Linked DNA regions of Mus musculus: region 1 is linked to region 2. A link is a contact called in public promoter capture Hi-C data. All regions are on one chromosome and are shown on one strand. Each heading gives the region's core, a stretch centred on a gene start, on an enhancer-like site or on the middle of the called end of the contact. The rest is flanking DNA. Distances are from core to core; before and after follow the strand shown. Region 1 holds the start of Champ1 (chromosome alignment maintaining phosphoprotein 1). Region 2 holds the start of Atp4b (ATPase, H+/K+ exchanging, beta polypeptide).

Region 1 (5,970 bases), core at 2,148-4,647, 470 kb after region 2:
CTCTATTGCTACAAGAGAGAAGATTCTCCTCAAGGACACACTTAGCAACTTTTAGATCGTTTACTTGTGTCTGGAGCCTTTCGATTTTATCACACAACTCCTTCCTTTCATTCATCATTTTTTCCACAGATACTAAGAGCAGCCAGCCAGTAAAATCATTTTTCGATTTTTTCCCCATCTTGTAGAAAGCTTTGTGCACTGAATCACCTAATTCATTAAGAAAATCAAGGGCATTAGCTTCTTTAAGTTCGGAATATAGTTTCAACCATGGGTCTTCAAAATTCTCTGAGCTCCCAGGAGGGAGAGAATCTGGAGAGGTTTCAATAGTTGAAAGTGCTGGTGGATCAACAAGCCAATTCCAGAATTTTAAAAGATTCATCCTTGTACTTCTGTTACTCTAGAACCACTCCTGGTACCAACTTCTGTATTAGTCAGGGTTCTCTAGAGTCACAGAACTTATGGATAGTCTCTAGATAATAAAGGAATTTATTGATGACTTACAGTCGGCAGCTCAATTCCCAACAATCGTTCAGTCACAGCTGTGAATGGAAGTCCAAGGATCTAGCAGTTACTCAGTCTCACGCAGCAAGCAGGCGAAGGAGCAGGAGCAAGAGCTAGACTCCCTTCTTCCAATGTCCTTATATTGTCTCCAGCAAAAGGTGTAGCCCAGATTAAAGGTGTGTTCCACCACACCTTTAATCCCAGATGAAAGGCATAGCCCAGATTAAAGGTGTGTTCCTTAACTCGGAGATTCAATCTTCTGGAATCCATAGCCACTATGGCTCAAGATCTTCAAACCAAGATCCAGATAAGGATCTCCAAGCCTCCAGATAAGGGTCACTGGTGAGCCTTCCAATTCCGGATTGTAGTTCATTCCAAATATTGTCAAGTTGACAACCAGGAATAGCCACTACACCCGGTGACTGACTCTGGTCCAGGACTTGGTATAGGACCTCTATCATTCTATGGAGCACTCCTAAGTGTGACCAAGGAGGTGTGCAGTCTCTGCTCAGAAGGTTTCAGGAGTGGACAGAGCCTGGGTTCCCAGTAGGATATTGTTTTGTTTGCTTTTTGTTTGTTTTATCTGTATGGGTGCATGCCTAATGCCCGAGGAGGCCAGAAGACTATGTCAGATCCCCTGAAACTGGAGTTACAGATGTTTGTGAGCTACCATGTGTGACTTGGACCAGCAGATTGGTTTTTTTTTTTCAGTGATAAGAGCATGAGAAGAAGGAGCAGGGAGTAAAAAGATAGGCAGGTTTGGGATCAGGAAGTCTAGCACAGCTATGGCTCATGCCAGGCAAGGTTACTAATAAATGCAGCATCTTACATTCTCTTAGTAGCAGGAAATGGGCCAAGGTCAACAGAAAGCTAAATCAGTGTTGGCAAAGAGAACATAGACACAGCTGCCTTAAGACCATACCCTGGGAGTGGGGGTAAAGGAGAAAGGAATGTTGGCTTCCCAGGGACTGAAACTTTAACTCCTTTCAGGTCCCGGCCCTAGCCCCAAACTAGACCTACCAAGTCAGCCTCTTGGCAAGGACACAGAACTAATGTTCCCTTTGTCCTTTCATTGGAACCTCTGAGGAAGCCTTGGATTAACCTGGCTCCAAACAGGTTCCAGGAAGAGAAGAACCCAGATTCTCTGGAAGGGCAGCCAATGCTCTTAACTACTGAGCCATTGCTCAAGTCCTTCCTGGCTTAATATGCAACAGAACCTTAACAAGCAAAATCATCTGTCCACTACAGTATAATTCTCACAATGGGGTTCTCCAGCCAGAAGCAGTTCTGGTGCCTTCTGGGCACTTGCTAGATTCCTCAGACCTGCCTCAGGACTCAGCATCAGATGCTGTCAGCCTGGGGCCCTGGCCTTATTCTTCAGAGCACTAGGATATCTGTAGAGAGCCTCAACAGAGGGATTTTCTGCATCAGATTGACTATTGGACATTTTTTTTTTTAGTATAGAATAGAGTTTATTCAGGGCATGGGGAGGGGAGTTAAGAGGGTAGCAGAGGCAGAGAGAGGCAGAGAGAAGGAGAGAGCAGAGAAGCAGAGGCCAGCCATGAACATATGGAGAGAAAGGGGAAGGGAATGGGGAGAGATGAGGAACAAGGGGGCGAGAGGCAAGAGAGGCAAGAGTGTAAGAGCACTAGTGGGCATTTTTGTGGAGCATTTTCTTGATTGCTAACTTATGTGGGGAGACCCCCACACACTGGGGGCTGTTCCGTACCTGGGCAGGTGGGCCTAGGCTGTATAAGGAAGGTAACAAGCCATCTAGAAGAAAGCCAGCTAGGAATAGCACCAAGGTCTCTGCTTACTCAAGGTTCCTGCCTTGAGTTTCCTCAGTATCTTATAAAGTAAACCCTTTCCTCCCCTAAGTTCCTTGAAGGTGCCAAACATCCTCACTTAGAATAACAAGGGTTAGACTTCCAGCACCTCAAAAATTGAAAACAAGTTGGGCAGTGGTGGCACTCATTTTTTTTTTTGTTTGTTTGATTTTTTTTGTTTTTCTAGACAGGGTTTCTCTGTATAGCCCTGGCTGTCCTGGAACTCACTTTGTAGACCAGGCTGGCCTCAAACTCAGAAATCTGCCTGCCTCTACCTCCCGAGTGCTGGGATTAAAGGCGTGCACCACCATGCCTAGCGGCACTCACCTTTAATCCCAGCACTTGGGATCAAGAAGTGTGCTTGCTGACTCTTAGACAGTGACTGTTGGTGCAAACGGTCATGGATTCCCAAAAGTGGGTTAGGAATGCTTGTGGTGGCTCGTGCCTTTGAGCCCAGCACCTGAAAGGAGGCAGAGACAGGTGGATATCAGGGCTACATAGGGAGAGACGGTCTTAAAAAAAAACAAAGTCACTAATGTGTTATGTGTCAGACAGCGTGGGATGCTTAAATAAGGTGGCCCTGGGTTCATTTCTATCATCATTCAAGTCCAAAATGCAAGGAATCAAACCACTACCACCACCAATAACAACAAAAAGGCAAAAGCTTAAGAAATTACATAGGTGTATAAAGTAAGGTAAACTAGGTCCTCACAATCTTTCAAAGCAAACAGACTAATACTAAAACTAAAAGTGAATACATTTCAATTGCAATTGAAGCCAATTTTTAGAGTTTTGTGTTTGGAGACATGAAACCTGTTTACTGCCTTCGAAAAGCTTTGTATTTGCCTTGTATTTCTAGTTTAGACAGTATGTCTTATTGGAATGAATGAATGAACGCATCCTTATTAGGAAGGAACAAATCAAAAGACAAAAATAATCAAAACGAACCTACCAAACAAACAAACAAACAAAAAACCCAAACAATCAAAAGAGGGGTTAAGCAAAGAGACAGAAGCCCAGGCCTGGGGCTGGGCCCTTGCTTCCTCCGGCACAGCCCAGCTGGGAACCTTAGGGGCCGGGGGAAGGGGGCGACCCGGAGGCACGCGACGGCACTTCCGGTGCGAGCGCGCGGTACTTCCCGGCTGGTCCTGCGTCCAGCCGCCATTCCCGAGGCCGCACAGCCAGCCCAGAGTTTCCTGTGGGCGTTTCCTCCTCTTCACTTCAGGACGCCTCGCCGGATGGTGAGGAGCGGGCGGGCGGGCGCCTCGGTACGGGCTGCAGGGTTCGGCGGGAGGGCGGGCGCCGTGGTGCGCTTGGCGCGGCCTGGAGGCCGGAGCGCCCGGTGGCCTCATCCTTGCTCTCCGCCTCCGGGGCCAGCCTTGTGTTTTTCTTGCGTGGCGGCGCACAGGATGGGAGGGGGCGGTATCGGTCTGGAATCTGCTTTAGGGCTGCTGTCCCGAGGCTCCGAAGGTCTCTGGACGTGGACCGTATCCGGGCTTAGCCTCGCCCAGGTACCCTTTCGGATGGATGGCTGCAGCCTAGCGGGGTGTTTTCCCGAGAAAGGGCCAGCGCTTTGGCACTTGACTGTGGAGTGTAAACCGGTGCCAATCTAGTATTCCCAAACATTTAATTAATCTAAAGATCGCTCGGTGCCCAGAAGTTCTACCCCCAGGTCAACGGATCTTGCTTGTCAAGAACACAAGGAACTCAGAGCCATTAGCTACACTGTTAGTGGCACACACGTGGCCATGCACTGTCTCTCCTGTAAACTGTGGATCTCCTAAATTAGGCTGACGCTGCGGCTCGATGGTGAGCCCGTGCTTAGCAAGAGTGAGGCCTTGGGTTCCATCCCAGGACTTGGGAACAAAAAAGTGACACTTGTTACAAATTAGCTCACTGATCAACACAAGTTGTTAATGGAATTGGAAAACGTGTAGAAACGTAAGGGTTATTTGTGCTTTGTGTTGTTGTTGTTGTAGTTTTTAAAGAAAAACAACCAGTCAAAAATGTATAACCTTAAAAAAAAAGGCTATTCATAAAGAACAGTCTTATGGGCTGGAGAGATGGTGGCTCAGTGGTTGGGAGCACTGACTGCTCTTCCAAAGGCCCTGAGTTCAGATCCCAGTGACCACGTGGTGGCTCACAACCATTTGTAAGACAGCTACAGTGTACTTATATATAATAAAATAATAATAAGAAAAAACAGTCTTGGGCTGGAGAGATCACTCAATGGTTAAGAGGTCTGACTGCTCTTCCAAAGGTCCTGAGTTCAAATCCCAGCAACCACATGGTGGCTCACAACCATCTGTAATGAGATCTGATGCCCTCTTCTGGGGTGTCTGAAGACAGCTACAGTGTACTTATGTATAATAATGAATCTTTTTTTAAAAAAAGAAAGAACAGTCTTATTAGTATATACGTAGACTAATAGTGCCAACATCCTAGGTTGCTTTCTGTTGCTGTGATCAAAAAACACCTGTGGGGAGGAAAGGATCAATCTCATCTTACAGGTTATAGTCCATTGTTGAGGGAATTAAGGGCAGGAACTCAAGCAGAAAACACAGAGTAGAGCTGTGTTCTAGCTTGTTCCCAAACTCACAATTCAGTTCCCTTTCTTATACAGCAAAGGCCTACACACCTAGGGACAGTACCTGCTACCGTGGGCTGTGCTTCCCACATCAATCATAAATCAAGAAAATGCTCCACAGATGCCTATTAAATCACTATGATGGAGACAGTTCTTCAGGTGAGGTTCCTGTATCCCAGGTGTGTTAAGTTGGCAACTAGTGTAGCTTACATATCCACTAAGCTCACACATGTTCTGTGTTGGAGTTTTAACATAAAACATATATCAAAGTGTATTTTTAAGGGACTATCAAGACCAGGTATGGTGACTCGATGCCTTTCGTCCAAGAACTCGGGAGGCAGGGGAAAGTGGTGCTCTGTGAGTTGGAGGCCAGCCTGGTCTACATGATGAGTTCCAGGACAGCTAGGACGGCCTAGAGACCCTGTGTCAAGAAACAAAGCAGGACTGTCCATAACTAGTATTAGGTCTCCAGGAAGAAAGTGGGAGGGAGTAGGTGCGGATGCCAGAGTGCACCAGGGACCAGCGCGCAGACTTTTAGAGTCTTTTTACAGTTAGTGTTAGAAGTGCTGGAATCCACACTGGAGTCTAGGCACATTGTTCAGCAAAGACTCAAGAGTCAAGCCCTTGAAGAATTACTTTCAAGAAAGGGCATGGACTTGGGTTGGTGGGAAGGATCTGGGAAGAGTGAGGGATAGGAAGTGATCAGACTATACTGTATGAAAACTATTTTTTTTAATTGAAAAGAAAAACCTCAAAAATGCTTATAAAATTTGAAAAGAAGAGTTACTCTGAGCATTTTTCTCTATTGTAAAACAAAGAGGTTGAGCTCTTAGTCCTTCTGGTCTTGTATTGATTGCTAGCTTCTCAGTGTGTGGTACTGCTGACAAACACTTTGTTCCAATTCATGATAAAGCATTTTATAAAATGTTCTGGGGCTGGAGAGCTGGCTCAGCCGCTAAGAGATCTTTTTGTTGCTGTAGAGAACCCAGGTTTAATTCTCACCACCTACTTGGTGGCTCACAATCGTCTGTAGCCTCAGTTGAAGGAATCCAATGC
Region 2 (6,850 bases), core at 2,473-4,972:
AGACGGCGCAGCTTCATCTCTTCTCTCTTCTGTCCCAGGGACTAATGAGCTAGGGGGCATCTCCACCCTAGATCCTTCTGGAGTCACCAGGCCTACTCCCTGCCAGCAACCTCTTCTGTACCCTCCCAGAAACTCTCCTGTGTGTGCATAAGCATATAACATATAACATGAACGCAAAGGTTTCTTGTCTCTGTGACCATCCCCCTGAAGCCACTCCTATTACATAAAACTAAAGTCTAAGTCAGACTTGGCAATTTGGGGTCATTGTTCCTCTCAGGAATCTGTGGGGACCCCTGTCCCAGGTGTAGGGAGAAAGATACTCTGCTATGGTCTACTGTATGTTGCCCCAAGAGCATTGCCGAAGCCCTCCCAATGCTTACCTGGTGACTTTAACTGGTCCTGGTAGTCTGGGGTGTAGGGGTCAATGGTCTGCATCAGCACATAGATGCACAAGGCAAAGAGCCCGGTCATGACCACATAGAAACCTGCGTAGTACAGGCTGATCCACACTGTGAAGAGAGAGTTGGAAGGAGCCACCTGAGCCATGGCAAGGTATATGGCACTGAGCCACGCTTTCTCCACTTCCAGCCCAGCACACAGGTTGTGCCGTGCAATGCTCTCATGATGCTGCACCAGCAGCACCCCTACCAAGTTCCAGAGCTTTCTCACCCAAGCAGAATCTCTGAGCTCTTTGGTGCCCCCTTTACCCTCACTCCCTGGCCCTGGAACTCACTGTTCTACTCCAGAGCTACAGGGCATGTGCATGGCCTTGCGTGGCTCCTGTCACTCACTGCCCTTGCATGTTAGTGACAACCCTGTGTGCTTGGTATACTGATCACCAGCAAGGCTGAATCCCAGAGCCTATCCCTCCACACCCTGGAGTCTCTTCTGTTCATATTACAGGAAGACAAAGGCAGCTGCTGACCAAGGAGGCCCCCAGTGCACGATCTGATCGGGTAGGACTGTGGCTGGGTATGTATCAGGCTGTGCCGAGGACCTGGCAGGAGTTTGCCCCATGACCTACAGAGAAGAGGGACATAGGGCATGCCAGGTGGGTGCGGCTCCTACAGCTCTCAACACTGTTGCTTCAGACATCATCTGTAGAGGAGCCATGGTTAGCAGCAAGTGTTCCAACCCGGATGTGAGCCAGGCTCCATGGGCTCCTGACTGAAGACTTCCCGGTGACATTTCTTTCAAATTCAAGTCTGATCCGCACTCTTCTGGGGCACAGCCTTGGGCTTGGGATACTGTGAAGTGCCCACCGTCATGTTTTGATAATTTCTAGCCAAGCGAAGAAATATGCTGGCAGGAAAAGTCTTTTGTGCTGCTCTTGACTTTGGCTTCCTGGGAAGATCTCTTAAGAAAATGTGTGCTCAGAAAATCTTCTGAATGCACGGCAGAGTGGGTGTGTCATTCTCCAGTGACCTCCAAAAGTTACTAAAGAGCAGGCCTAAGCAGAGAGGGCATGAGAGCAGGGCATGCGAGACGGTGGGGAGGTTGCAGGCGAGAGGCCAGCTGTGGGACCAACAGGGCCTCCCTGGAGGGCCAGAGCAGCAGTGGCTTGTCTCAGAACTGTGGTTCCACGGAGACGCTGTACTCCTCTTGGGTTTGGCTGTTGTAGCATCCAATCGCCTGGCCTTGTGCTCATATGATTGACAGCATTGTATACCTACTTAGCTGCATGGTCTACAGGGGCGAATGTCCAAGCTTGTTCTGAAAGGACCAGCATAGGGCATTTCCCATCGGAGGGCTGGCGTGCTCACTACAGTTCCCTATGTGGCTTCTGGCCAACTCATCTACCTTCCCGGGACCCAAGCTCCCACAGGGAGGAACCTCAGCTTTGCTGCTTGTCCGTCCCCCTCATAGACCCACTTACTGACTTACCAGCTGTGAGCCAGGGCTCAACATCTCCAGTCGAAGGATCCCAACCTTGCCACCATCAAGTCTGATTCCTCACGTGGGCAATGCCGTGGAACCCCACAGCCCGAGAGCCACTGTTGGTTAGAGTTCCATGCCACACAGAGAGTGTGGCCCAGGTGGCTGGGTGTGCCCCAAGTCACTGAGACTTATGTATGCTGTTCTCAGTCTATGATCTCTGTCCCCCCCACCCCCCGTTTCCTCTGTGTGTGCCTCCTCCCCTAAGAGTAACTTGGATTCTGTCATTTCACTGGAAGTATGCTTTCTTCCTGAGATTGTCATCGCTAGACACCCAGTCCATGTCTTCTGATCAGGCTGTGAATCCATTCCAGAAAGTTCTGAGTGGCATTATAGTCATCAAGGAGGCTTGGCAGCTACAATGGCCTCTGTACAAGCTTCCCGAGGGGATAGTTGGCAACCCACCCCCATCTGTCATTTGCCTCAGGGCTCTATCTGCTGTCCCTTCTTCAGGTGACCCACTTCCTGGGATGGTCCCAGAACCAGCTCTGCTTCTGTTTCCCACTGGTGGACTGTTTCTTCTCCGCCTTGGAACTGGTTGTATTTTCCTAAGTCACCTGGGACTCAGGGGCGCTCTCTGCCCTAGGGGGTCTCAGAGGCTTGAGGGGGGTGTACCACATCTCCCTCTGCATGAACAGTGTGTTTTCCATGTAGTAGTCTGTCCAGGCTGAGCTGGGGCTAGCTGAATCAGCAGGTTCCTCTCTCTGTGAACCTCATCTCAGTTCCCGAGCCCCCGAGATGGGTCTGCGTGGGTCAGCCAAAACGGCCTTTAATTTGTGCGCAGACCTGGAGGACCTTGGACTATAGACCCCTATGGCTGCTGTGGGAACACAAAAGGACAGGCCCTGGGACCTGCCTTCTAAGGAGTAAGGCGGCACCCACCCTGTGTTTGTATTCTCCAGTGTATAGCCCTGTAAAGCCTTCACTGCCCTCCCCAGCGCTGTCTGTAGCTCCCACGCCATGGGTCCTGGAGAACTTGAAAGATATTTACTCTTTGGGGTCTCAGGAGTACTTCATGTTTGTGGAAGACTTACTCTGTGTGTGTGTGTTGGGGGGGGGGTATTCTGAACAGGTGCACAGCCTCCTGGGAGTGAGGACTTTTCTGCTCCTATAGTAGCCCCAGAAGGAAGTGTCCCCCCACCTGACCACCTCCCAGGTCGCCACAGGGCAGGCATAAGGGAAAAAAACCCTCTGAATATACCTGCCTAGCCTACCTAGTCCATACCTAAGAACGATAGCTACACAGGGCTATTTTCAGATATAGCCTGGAAACCGGGGATATCTCCAACCACACCTGGGATGTTAGAGTCATGGCAACTCTCACCATAGGATAAGATCACTGAAATAAATCCCTGCCCCCCAAGTGACCTGAACAAGAAACTATCATCACTTTCTATAACTTAAAATATTAGTTTCAGAAACAGCTTTAAAATGCTGTTTCCAAATTATGGGTGAACTTGGGGCCAGTCTCGGACCTGCATGGCAGTCTCTCTGGAGTCTGAGCCTCAGGGCCATCTGGGGACCCTAACTTCCTGCTGAGAGGTGAGGCATGGCCTGTAGAGTGTTTCCAGGTATCCCAGCAGGGCCTGGGTCCTGCTGGCTGCTAGCCCTCTGCCTCACCCCATCCCCCCTTCACATGGCCCACACCTACCCCACCGGGCTGGGGTGCGGCCCAGCATTTGCCCAGTGTCCGGGTTCCAACAGTAGTGCCGGAATTCGGCCATGCGCTGGCTGCATGACTTCTTCTCCTGCAGGGCTGCCATGTCCTCTCCTGCTTGCCTGGACTGGGCCCAGGAAGCGTCCTCTAGGGCTTATAGTCTCCTCTGTGTGAGGCCAAAGGCATCAGAACCGGCTATCAGTTCTCTACTATCGCCTCTACAAACACAAGGGAGGGTTGGAGCTTGCTTGCTATCTGCCCTCCGCTGTCCCAGAAGTCAGTTGGTCCTTGGGGTGCCCTTGGCTGGCAACTTCATCTACCCTGATGTTAGCTGAAGGGAAGCATGTCTGATGTGAACAGCCTCTGGGTTGTGCCTCACCTGCCCTTCAGGAGGGAAAACACATACTGGCAGCTTCTAGGTCAAATGCCCTAGGCCTGAGACCTGCCACCTCACCACTCAGGTCCCTGGGACCTCGAACTGCTTCCTGGAGACTCCCCTCCTCCTCAAGATGGTGGAGAAGGTGCTTAAAGTGTGCCTACAACTACCTGGAGTGGCCCCACAGCCCTGTCCTCAGTATTCTCCTGTGGAGATATGCATACCCATGTGTATATATATATATATATATATATATATATATATATATATATACACACACACACACACACACACACACACACACACACACACACATATATATATATATATATATATATATTTAGAGAGAGAGAGAGAGAGAGAGCATGTTAGACAAACCTGGATCTAGGTATTCAGGGCCTGGAAATTGCCTGTAGGCCTGGAGTCAGAGGTCTGGGCACCTGAAATTACCTGGGTGGTTAGAGCTAGCTTGTGTATGCAAACCCAAGCCTGGGGTCTGGCAACCAAGAGCATGAAGGTATCTTAGAGTCACAGCCATTGTCTCTCAGTGAGCATGGAGGCGCTCCATGTGTGAACAAAATGCTGAGTTATTACTGAGCTTTTTAAAGCTCCATTTCCCTAACTCCACCTCTGAGGTTCTGGAAGCATGAGTAGGGTCTGGACCATACATGGATTGTCAGCATGACCTGATCGTGTGTCTGTGGGAGGAGGGCTGAGGCTGTTTCTCTACTGTGTGAGAACACAGAACTGTGTGTTCCACCAAACAGACCCAGAGGAAAGAGCTCTAGACCTTTACCCCACCCGGAAGTTGTAAAATTCCCCTCTCTTCCACACATGGTGTTAGAGGCCTGAATAAAATTTCATAATGATTTTTTTTTTTGTTTGCTTGTTTGTTTGTTTTCGAGATAGGGTTTCTCTGTGTAGCCCTGGCTGTCCTGGAACTCACTTTGTAGACCAGGCTGGCCTTGAACTCAGAAATCTACCTGCCTCTTCTTCCCAAGTGCTGGGATTAAAGGCGTGTGCCACCATCGCTCAGCCCACAATGATTTTTTTAGTGCTGGAAGAGGAAATTGAAGACATGGCTTGGTGGTTAAGAGCTCTTGCTGCTCTTACAAAGGACCTGGGTTTAGTTCTCAGCATCCACATGGCAGCTTACAACCATCTGTGACTTTAATTCCTGGAGTTCGAATTCTCTCTTCTGACCTTCACGGGCACGTGTAGTGTGCACTTATATATGTGTATCTAAGTAGTGCACTTACATACGTTCAGGCAAAACACTTATATGCATAAGAGAAAATTAAATCTTTTTTTTTAAGTGCTGAAAGGAAAGGGTGATCAAGCCAGAACCCCACATCTAGAAAAATCTTTAGGAGTAAAAGGAAAATCTAGACATTGTCAAATGAAGGAAAAGTCAGAGAATGTGCTGCCGACAGACCTGTCCAAAGAGATGACAAGAGGCTCAGTGGTCATGCCCTTGGGTGTGGGAGGCAATCAAGATGGGCTCTGGAAACATAGGCCGGGAAGACGGTGTCCTGAGAAGCCACTCAAGCTGTGCCCTGAGCCACAAGCAAACGGGATCTTTGTTCTCCTTATTCCCCAATATGGCTTTGTATGAGGCCAGGCTCTCAGGCTCCTTGCTTTTGGCTGTACGAGAGAAGTAGGAAGATTTTAGGGCAGGTCTGGGCCCTTCTCAACCTGAAGATAGGAAGAACTTCCTTGAAGTCAGCTTCAGACCATGGAAAACAGAAATGGAGAACGGGTGAGAGACCATGGCTGACTGTGAAGCCCTGTTTCCATACAAGGCACACAATGTCAATAGACAGTTTAAGAAGTACACTGAGTGTCACCTGAACAGTCAGCCATGAGGGCTGCTGGTAAGGGAGGGTCATATGACGATTAACCTCTAGTGACCCCATGGAGTTATTTCCGCTGGACTTTGGCCAGGAGGGGAAAGACCCAAGAAACCACCTGCCGCCACGGACGCCTTCCATTAAACAGGAGCAGGAACTACAGAGAGAAGACAGGAAATTAAAAAGATATCTTAGAGCAGATCTTCCACATGACCCTGCTATACCACTCCTCATTCTACACCCAAAGGACTCTGCACATGCCAGAGATACCTGCACATCAGTGTTTATTGTAGCTGTATTCACAATAGCCGAGTTATAGGTGCAACTTAAGTGTTTGACAACAGAGCAATGGTTAGCGGATACACACAATGGATTTCTGTCAGCTGCAAATTATGCCGTTTTCAAGAAGAGATGTAAAGATGTAACTGGAAATAATCAAATGAATTAATACAGTCTTGAGCACATGCGGGCGCACACACACACACACACACACACACACTCCCAGACAGCACTCCAATTCCATCCAAAAAGAGAACCTATGGTGTGTGGCCCTGGGTCCAGCCATGGTGGGATTTGGAACAAGGTGTGCTAAAGGCGTTTCCACCTGGAGGTCACAAGTAAAACACGACACAGGCCCATGAGGCTCTAGCGGTGCCATGTTGGTGATGTTTTCCATCATTACAGTAAACTTGCACAGCATCTGTATACAAGGCTTATAGTTTCCATGATTATTTTGTTTTGTTTTGTTTTTTTGAGACAGGGTTTCTCTGTGGCCTGGCTATCCTAGAACTCACTCTGTAGACCAGGCTGGCCTTGAACTCACAGAGATCTGCTTGCCTCTGCCTCTCATGTGCGGGGATCAAAGGTGTGCACAGCTATGGTTGGCTTAGTTCTGTATTTTATGAGAACTGCTTTGTTACAGGTTCCCCTCATGCTGTATCCCTTCCCCCAGTCCGAGGTGAATGTCTGCTGGTGGTGTGTGTGTGTGTGAGGTGTGTGTGTGGGGCACATGCCACCCTGCTTTGTGCTCCC

The links. Promoter capture Hi-C pulls out the DNA fragments that hold promoters and counts their contacts.
Region 1: a promoter capture Hi-C map of 3T3-L1-derived adipocytes shows a contact between it and region 2, with 7 times the contacts expected there. The contact joins the promoter of Champ1 here to the promoter of Atp4b in region 2. A contact is called at or near these places in 3 of 39 promoter capture datasets (3T3-L1-derived adipocytes, the C10 cell line and embryonic stem cells), 2 of 115 datasets of contacts at active chromatin or transcription factors (bone marrow-derived macrophages and pancreatic cancer cells) and 4 of 9 other capture datasets (adipose tissue, liver, macrophages and 1 more).

What each region holds. Positions count from the first base shown.
Region 1 is chr8:13,866,244-13,872,213 of GRCm38.p6, forward strand. It overlaps Champ1 (chromosome alignment maintaining phosphoprotein 1), which reads left to right and starts at 3,398. Exons shown (of 2, transcript NM_181854.2): 1 at 3,398-3,568.
Region 2 is chr8:13,393,056-13,399,905 of GRCm38.p6, forward strand. It overlaps Atp4b (ATPase, H+/K+ exchanging, beta polypeptide), which reads right to left and starts at 3,723. Exons shown (of 7, transcript NM_009724.2): 1 at 3,587-3,723; 2 at 381-509. The coding sequence starts at 3,698.